Regions from separate parts of the Mus musculus genome. Here region 1 is linked to region 2. A link is a contact called in public ChIA-PET data. All regions are on one chromosome and are shown on one strand. The core of a region is the stretch at or near the end of the contact, and the rest is flanking DNA. Distances in the headings are between cores, read along the strand shown. Region 1 has its middle 19 kb from the start of Ccn5. Region 2 holds the start of 0610039K10Rik (RIKEN cDNA 0610039K10 gene).

The links. ChIA-PET counts read pairs in DNA pulled down with a chosen protein or histone mark.
Region 1: an RNA polymerase II ChIA-PET map of memory CD8 T cells shows a contact between it and region 2, with 107 read pairs. The contact joins the enhancer-like site here to the promoter of 0610039K10Rik in region 2. A contact is called at or near these places in 2 of 39 promoter capture datasets (pre-B cells and stem cell-derived epiblast-like cells), 1 of 15 datasets of contacts at CTCF or cohesin (the NIH/3T3 cell line), 7 of 115 datasets of contacts at active chromatin or transcription factors (the 230-238 cell line, the SCID.adh cell line, embryonic stem cells and 4 more) and 2 of 9 other capture datasets (adipose tissue and liver).

The regions. Positions count from the first base shown.
Region 1 is chr2:163,800,058-163,804,055 of GRCm38.p6, forward strand. No RefSeq gene overlaps it. Among named protein-coding and RNA genes, the nearest start is that of Ccn5, 19 kb to the right of the region's middle. Within about 2 kb of position 1,529, at least 85 of the 459 cell types and tissues checked have an H3K27ac peak or open chromatin away from gene starts, as enhancers often do. A contact at or near this core is called in the NIH/3T3 cell line, the SCID.adh cell line, adipose tissue and 2 more, where this site is marked.
Region 2 is chr2:163,642,937-163,646,940 of GRCm38.p6, forward strand. It overlaps 0610039K10Rik (RIKEN cDNA 0610039K10 gene), which reads left to right and starts at 1,914. Exons shown (of 1, transcript NR_028113.1): 1 at 1,914-2,864. Serinc3 (serine incorporator 3) reads right to left here and starts at 2,207. Exons shown (of 10, transcript NM_012032.4): 1 at 2,062-2,207. The coding sequence starts at 2,100.

The DNA of each region.
Region 1 (3,998 bases), core at 279-2,778, 160 kb after region 2:
TTACTGGCTTGACTTTCTGAGTTTTCAGGAGTTGAACTCAGGGCCTCACCCACGGGGAGAGTGTGCTATGCCCTGAACTATATCCCAACTCATCTTAACATTTTTAAAAGCACAGTTCAGTGGCATTGAGTACCTTGTGTGCAGCCCCCCCCCCATCATCCACCCACAGGACTCCTCCCCCTACAAAACTGAAACTTTGTATCCATCAAATAACAACCATCCCTCTGTCCTCAACGAGGGCCTGGCAACTGTGTTTTTGATCTTTGTGAACTGGGCTCCTTTAAATACTTCTTTTAACTGCACTCATCCAGTGTTTGGGGGTCTTTTGTATGTGACTAATTTATTTCACTTAGCAGAATGTTGTAGCACTAGTCAGAATTTCCCTACTTTTCAAGACAGAGTAATGTTCCGTTGTACAGACATACTACATTTCGATTATCCATTCAATGGCCACTGGGCATTTGGGTAGTTTCTGTGGCTTAGCTGTTGTATATAGTTTTAAAAAAAACATTTGAAATCAGTGTGTGTGTGTGTGTGTGTCTGTCTGTCTGTCTGTCTGTCTGTCTCTGTGTGTGTCTCTGTGTGTCTGTCTGTCTGTGTGTCTGTCTGTGTGTGTGTGTGTGTGTATGTGTGTGTGTGTGTGTGTCTGTCTGTGTGCCTGTCTCTGTGTGTGTGTGTGTGTGTTTGTCTGTCTGTCTGTCTCTGTGTGTGTGTCTATGTGTGTGTGTGTGTGTGTGTGTGTGTGTGTGTGTGTGTGTGTGTGTGTGTAGGGCAATGCCCAAGAAGCAAGTGGAGTCCAGGCCACCAGGCTTGGGTTCTAGCTTGCTATGCAGCTTTGAGTAGGTAGGTAAGTTCCTGACCTGACACCAGCTGTTCTCATCTTCCTGCCTACCCTGGGCAGTGTGCCAAGGCCAACTGAGACCGCAGTGTGAAAGTTCTCAGCAAAGAAGCCACCACCACAGTGGGGGACTGTTATTGTTATTGCTTAGTGGGTGAGAGGCCAGTGGCTTCCCAGAGGCGTGAATCATTCCTGGTGGGATTCCAGGCACCAGGAGAGGCTGTTCTGGGCAACAAAATCCAAATTCCACACGGAGCAGGGGCCCTGACCCTGAGTCCTTGGGTGAGCCACACCCTCTCTTCTGGGCCACTGATGCTATGAAGAAGAGTCTGTGAATGTCAGAAGCATCCCAGTTCTTAGGAACAGAGCCTCCAGCTCTGCTGCTAGCTATTAAGGAGGTTCAGAGAGGGTGATACGTCTGCCCAGAGCTGCAAAGCCAGAGGGAATGGGCTGGATGGGGAAACCTGAGACACACTCATGTCTCACTGGCTTTTACTTGGAAGTAAGGAAAAAGGCTTCAGAGGTGGAATCTAGAAAGTCACCATGGAGCAAGAAGAAAGAGCAGCCTCCTGTCCCTAGAAGCAGGTCTGGTGTTCCTTTGTGTTTCAGGGACATGGGTCTGAGGACTGATCACAGCCATATGTTAACATTCCCACATCTTGGTTAACATGGAGACTGCTCAAAACCACAGTAACGTGATTGAGCCCTTCCCACATCCGTGGCACAGAGCTGAGCTGTCACACAGAAACTCACACGCCAGCTCTTCTGTGAGCCTGGAACCGGTATGCCGCTGTTCAAAAGCCCTAGATCCTTAGCTCAAAGACATTTCCAAAGTCATAAAATAAGAACAGGCAAGAGCTTTGATCAGACCCTGGGCAGGGGCCTGTGAAATGTGTTCACAGAACACATGCCCTGTACCTCCTCAGAGCTGTGGCATCTGCGCTCTGTGCCCACTGTCCAGGAAGGACAATCAAGGCTTAGAACAGCTTTGTGATGTGTTGGCCAGAGTGGGCAGTTGGGATGAGGACCTACCATGTCAGGGCTGGCTTTTGTCTGGTGCACGGGATTTGAGAAAGAACGCTGTGCCTGGGAGTGTACAAAGCCAGGGCAGATCAAAGCTTGGAGGTGCAGGGCAGGAGGGCAGGGGGACAGGATCTGAGTGCCACCCACTGCTTGGTGACATCCAAACATCAATGCTTGGGGTACACTGGGGTGCTTACCATAAAGACAAAAGGCCAAAACTACACTCAGAACTCTATGCTTAATAATAAAGCCACAGCCATTTGGAGCTTGACCTGTAATAACTTAACATAAGAGCTGCTGAGTTCTTTTTAATTTTTAAATTACATTTAAATTAATTTATTTTATTTTATTTATCGGGGCTCATGCCATGGTTGGTTTTCTCTTTTAAGAATTGGGTCACAGGAGCTGAAGACAGTGAAGCTTGGTGGTGGGCACCTAGAGCCACCTTTAAATGCTTTCAAAGAAAATTAATTTGGACTGGAGAGATGGCTCAGCAGGTAGGAGCACTTGCTTGCTGTTTTTGCAGAAGACTCAAGTTTGGTTCTCAGGACCCATGTCAGATGGCTCACAACCCCCTGTAACTTTTTTTTTTTAAAGATTTATTTATTTTATATATGAGTACACTGTAGCTGTACAAATGGCTGTGAGCCACCATGTGGTTGCTGGGATTTGAACTCAGGACCTTCAGAAGAGCAGTCAGTGCTCTTAACCACTGAGCCATCTCTCCAGCGCACTCCCCACCCCCATAACTCTTGTCTCTAGATGAGCTAATGTCCTCCTCTGGCCTCTGTGGGTGCCTACTGACATGTGTGCATCTGCTCACACAGTCATACACACAGATAAATAAAAATAAAACAAATCTTAAGAGCTTTTATTTTTAGCTTAGGTGTGCATGCATGTATGTGTTCCTGTGTGAGCAGATGCACATATGTACAGTCGGTCATGTGTTCGTGTGTGTGTGTGTGTGTGTGTGTGTGTGTGTGTGTGTGTGTGTGTATGGGTGTGGTGTGTGTGCGCACGTGCATGTGAACTCCAAGTGTCAATCCTTGGGAGCTATCCACCTTGGTTTCTGAGACAGGTCTTACTGAGACCTGAGGTTTGCACATTTGGTTATAGGCCGGCTGGCTAGTAGGTCCCAAGGATCCTCTGGTCTCCTCCCCTAGTCCTGAGATTGTAGGGCTATACCACCTTAGCCAGCCTTTTAAATCTAAGATACAGGGGTGTAAGCTAAGTCCCTCCAAAGCAGGCAGAGAGCACTCTAGTGACTGAGCAAGTTCTTTATTGACTTCCCAGACTTGATTTCTAATGACCCATGGCTCCTTACTCAAATAGCAGGTCTCAAGAAAACAACCCCTGCTGTGAAATCCACTATTAAACAAGGGTGTGAGGTGCTCACCTGGACCCTCAGGTACGGGGCTTCTCCCAGTAAGAACAGTAACTTGTTGCTCTAGGAATCTCCACAGTGTGATGCTTTCCCCGACCTGGCCTACCCTCTTCTGCAGTGTCCTCCAGTAAGAATCTCCCTCGTGTCTCGTGTCCTGGTTAATTCTTTTCCCTTCCACATCACCAACCTTCCCTGTGTCATCTTTCACAGTGCGTTGGTGACCGGTAGTATCAAAAATGTCCCATGCTGCCTTTCCTGGACACTACTTATTCTGGTGTTTGTGGTGACAGGATGGGTGTTTCAGAGAGATCTGAGCAACTCTGGCTAGGTTAGCACCCTACTATAGCTTTAAAACTGCTGCCTATTGTCAGGCCACAAGCCTAGGGCGGGTGGGGGGACTCCTTTATGGCTCCATGGATCAGCCTATGAGAGCAAAGGCTACCTTCCTTCCTTCTGGAAACTGTAGAGAGGAGAGGAAACTGTACAGAGGAGGGTCCATGCACCATTGTGATGGATATCTCCCTCCCTCCGCCACCCCCCACTCCTCTCCAACTCTCCACATGCTGCCAGTGCTCCCAGAGCAGAAGGGAGCAGTGTCTACATGACCACCATTTACAAGCCTGATGCTTCTCTCAGACAGATCTCAGGAAGTACCCAGGGTGAGCAGCCTTTTACATCTCCAGGGCGTTGAGTCTTCTTATCTCTCATGACTGATCTACAGCTGGTTTCTGTTTGCAAGTGTCCTTTTGATGT
Region 2 (4,004 bases), core at 664-3,163:
AACAGTTTCGAGACTGCCCCACATCAGTTTCAAGGTTCCCCAAATGGCCGGGACTTTCCCCTAGCCTTATTTGAACTAACCAATCAGCTCGCTTCTCGCTTCTGTACCCGCGCTTTTTGCTCCCCAGCCCTATAAAAGGAGTAAAAACTCCACACTCGGCGCGCCAGTCCTCCGATAGACTGAGTCGCCCGGGTACCCGTGTTACCAATAAAGCCTCTTGTTGTTTGCATCCGAATCGTGGTCTCGCTGTTCCTTGGGAGGGTCTCCTCAGATTGATCGACTACCCGTCTCGGGGGGTCTTTCAGCAAGACCTAATCACCTGAGTTACTCATCACCAAAACTCAGTCTTCCACAGATACACTCTTTTCAGGAAAAAAAAAAAAAAAAAAAAAGCCAGGAAAGTGGCATACTTCTGTAACCGCAGCACTCAGGAGGCTGAGGCAGAAGGATCTGCAGTTCTAGACAGGCTGAGCTAACAGAGTGAAATCCTGCCCCCACCCCCACCCCGCCGCCCCAAGTAATAATAATGTGAAGCATTTTACTAAGACATGCCAGTAGTGGGGACTCACATCTGTAGTTTCGGCACTAGGCTGAGGTAGGAGGATTGCTAAAAGTTCAAGGCCAACCTGGGCTACAACGTAAAACCATATTTCAAAAAAAGTAAAGGCCAAACTTCTTTGCCAGGAGTAACACCTTCCTACAATCCCAATAAGGAGAACTGTGAATGAAAGGCCAGCATGGGATACTCAGGGAGATCTGGTGACCTATCTCAATAAGGCAAAAATTAAACACGTACAAAAGTCCTTTGAAATCTTTAATCCAGACTGGACTGGAGGTGTAGCTGGAGGAGCTCTCAGAGATAAGCTTTGGACAAACAAGGTCCTGGGTGCAATCTTAAACACCCAGAATGACCAAAGAGATTGCCTAAAAAATAAAGGCATACAGTGGGTATCTGCATGATTTGGCTCCCTGATATTCTGTCCCCCTTTTTTGGCGTGGGATGGGAGATGGGGGTGGATAGTGGCAATTGGAGACTAAACCCACAGCCTCTAAAAACCTACCCATAAACTGTAATTTGCACCTCCCTGTTTTGAGACAGGGTCTCAAAACAAATAACAAATGATCTGCCATGGCCCTCCACAGCCTTTAATTTCGTACTCTTCTCTCATTCCACTCTGGTATCCTAACCCCCTACTGGGTAAAAACTGAATTAACAATATATGCAAGGAGTTTCTAGATATGAACACCTGGATAGGATATTTTCAAATTATGGTTTTAAACCAGGAGGAGAAAAATATACAAGATATCTTCGACATTACTTCTGCCCTGAGACATGCCATTGACATGAGCAGAGCCTGAGTCCTTGGTTCATTACATCAGCTCGGGAAGGAGAAAACAATTAGGCACTGTGGTTCAAGCTACCAAGTTCCTCTGAGGCAGATTTGTTAGATTATTCCTTAGGTTAAAGAGATCCTAAAATTAACTTCTAAAAACGTTTTACCATTGACAAGGGGAATCGGACTAATTTCTTTACTTTATCCTCACAACAGTTCTGGAGGAGAGGAATGCTAGGGTGTTTAATTCGAAAATATTTAGGCCGCGGGGCTTCTAATTAAACGCCTTTTGCTCGCGACCTGCAGCAGGGCTGACTTAAAAGCCCCGCTCCCAACCCCACTCAGTAGCGCTGGCATATGCCGAACTATGAAGAAAAATGACTACAGTGGCCCTAAATTCCCTGACGCCATCCTCTAGCCACTCAGGAACCCGCGCCGTGGAACCTCGGCGTCGCCTGGCCGCGGGAACCCTGGGTCCGGAAGGCTGGCGGGGGCGGGGCGTCGAAATTGTAAACAATGGCGGTCCGGCCTCCCGCGACCCTCCGCCCACAGCGAGAGCCAGCCGAGCCGCCGCACCCCGACTCCGGGACGACGGCTACCGGGCCTGGACCCTGGGCCTGCCCGCTCCTCTCTGTTAGCCTCAGAGAGTGGAGGGTCCGCCTCGGGCGGCCCGACACCCACCCCCTGCGCGCCTCAGGCCCCGGACGGCCGAGGCCTCGGGACTCACCCAGCTGGCGAGGGAGAAGACGCCGAGGACGGCCCCCATGGTGACGCCGGGGCCGAGACCGACCGCTCCGAGCGGATCCTAACTGCTGACTGAGGCGTCGCCTCAGAAACGCGACGGATCCTCAAGCCGGAAACAGGGCCCGCCCTTCGCAGGACGCCCAGTTTACGTCATTGGGTGGCCCCGCCCACGGAGGGGGAGAAGGCGGAGCCTAAGACTGCTGGGGTGGCAGAGGACGTAGAGGGTTCGTGGCATACAACTCCGGGCTCGCTTGGGGCGCTGGTGGTCAGAGGCAACATAAAGGTGCAGAAAGACAGCATGTTCCCTACGAACTGCACTTATCCTCGGAAGAAGCTACATCCGAATTAAATAAAGATCCTACAGACTGTTAAGTCGTGGCTGGGCAGTACTTTGTGATTATTGAGAGATGGAATGTTGGCAAACTCAGAGGCAAACAGGCTATGTTGGGCCATTCAATAATCAGTTAGCATCTGTAATCCCAGAACTAAAGAGGATGAGGCTGGAGGATCAGGAGTTCAAAACTATCCTGTGCTACATAGAGTTTCAGACGAACAAAAAAGCCACTCTTCTTACCCCACACCCTACCGGAAACTTCTCCAGCCTTGTCTCCCCTTCCCCTTTCCCCCTTCCTCTTTTCCCCTGCCCCCCTTTCCCCCTGCCCCCTCCCTCCGCGGGGGTCAGTCTGCTGGCCAGGTTCAGCTCACTACTTTCCCTGTCCTAGACTCTTCCCGATGCCTCTGGCTGTACTCGTTCTCATATCTATAATAAAAATTTTCTCCTCAGCCATACCTTGGAGCAGTCATGTCCTCATTTTGTTGGGAACAAGCAAAAGAAACTTATGCTAAGTACTACCGTTTTCGTTTTCTAAATTCAAGGTCTCAGGCCCTGGGGGAGCTGGGGACTTTACCAACAGCTCAGCAACCTCGGTTGAAAACAATTGTCTGAGTCCAGATATTTCAGGGACAACTTCCCCTCCTTGAAGGCCGGGCCAAACAAGGTCCTGCTCCGAATGCCTACCCCACTTGTCCAAATGTTTTCTTGTCTGTTAACCAGTAAAGAATATAGAAACTACTGTTATCTGAGCCAACATGCATAAGTTATAAAAACCTATAACCATTGCCTGTTATGCACTAATTGACTACATGCAGCTCGCCCACTCCTCTGTTCCCTTATCATTCTAAAATTCCGGGCCAGAGTCCAGAAGACTTGACTCCAAGAGCTGAATTAATGACCTTGAAGCCAGGTGCCCAGGATACAGCCCAGTCTCCAATAGGTACCCATAATATCAAAATACAATTAGATAATACTGAGGCTCCCCACTACCCCCTGCTTTGGGTTCCCATCCCTTAAAAATGTACAGATCCCAGCCAGGCGGTGGTGGTGCACGCCTTTAATCCCAGCACTTGGGAGGCAGGGGCAGGAGGATTTCTGAGTTTGAGGCCAGCCTGGTCTACAGAGTGAGTTCCAGGACAGCCAGGGCTACACTGAGAAACCCTGTCTCGAAAAACCAAAAAAAAAAAAAAAAAAAAAAAAAAAAAAAAAAAAAGTACAGATCCCAAACTGGCCGGCTCCCTGCATGCTTAGAAAATAAAGCTTTCAGTTTTAAGCTTATCTCTGGAAATGAGTTTTCTTTTTTCTGGCTTCCACCCAGAAACCAACAATTTCACTCAATAAGTAATATGAGATGGTATATACAGGAGGATTTTTTTTTCAGTAGAAGTTTATTCAAGGGCTGAGGATTGTAGTTCAATTGGTAGAGTGCTTGTCTAGTATTTGAACTCCACCTCTACGTAAGCCAGGCCTGGTGACCAATATACACCTTGTACTTGGCCTGAAGCGGTCGGAGGATAAGAAGGTCAAGGTTGGGCTGGGCTTGGTGGTATACACCTAGGATCCTTGTGCTTGGCCTATAGAGGGAGTGGCCA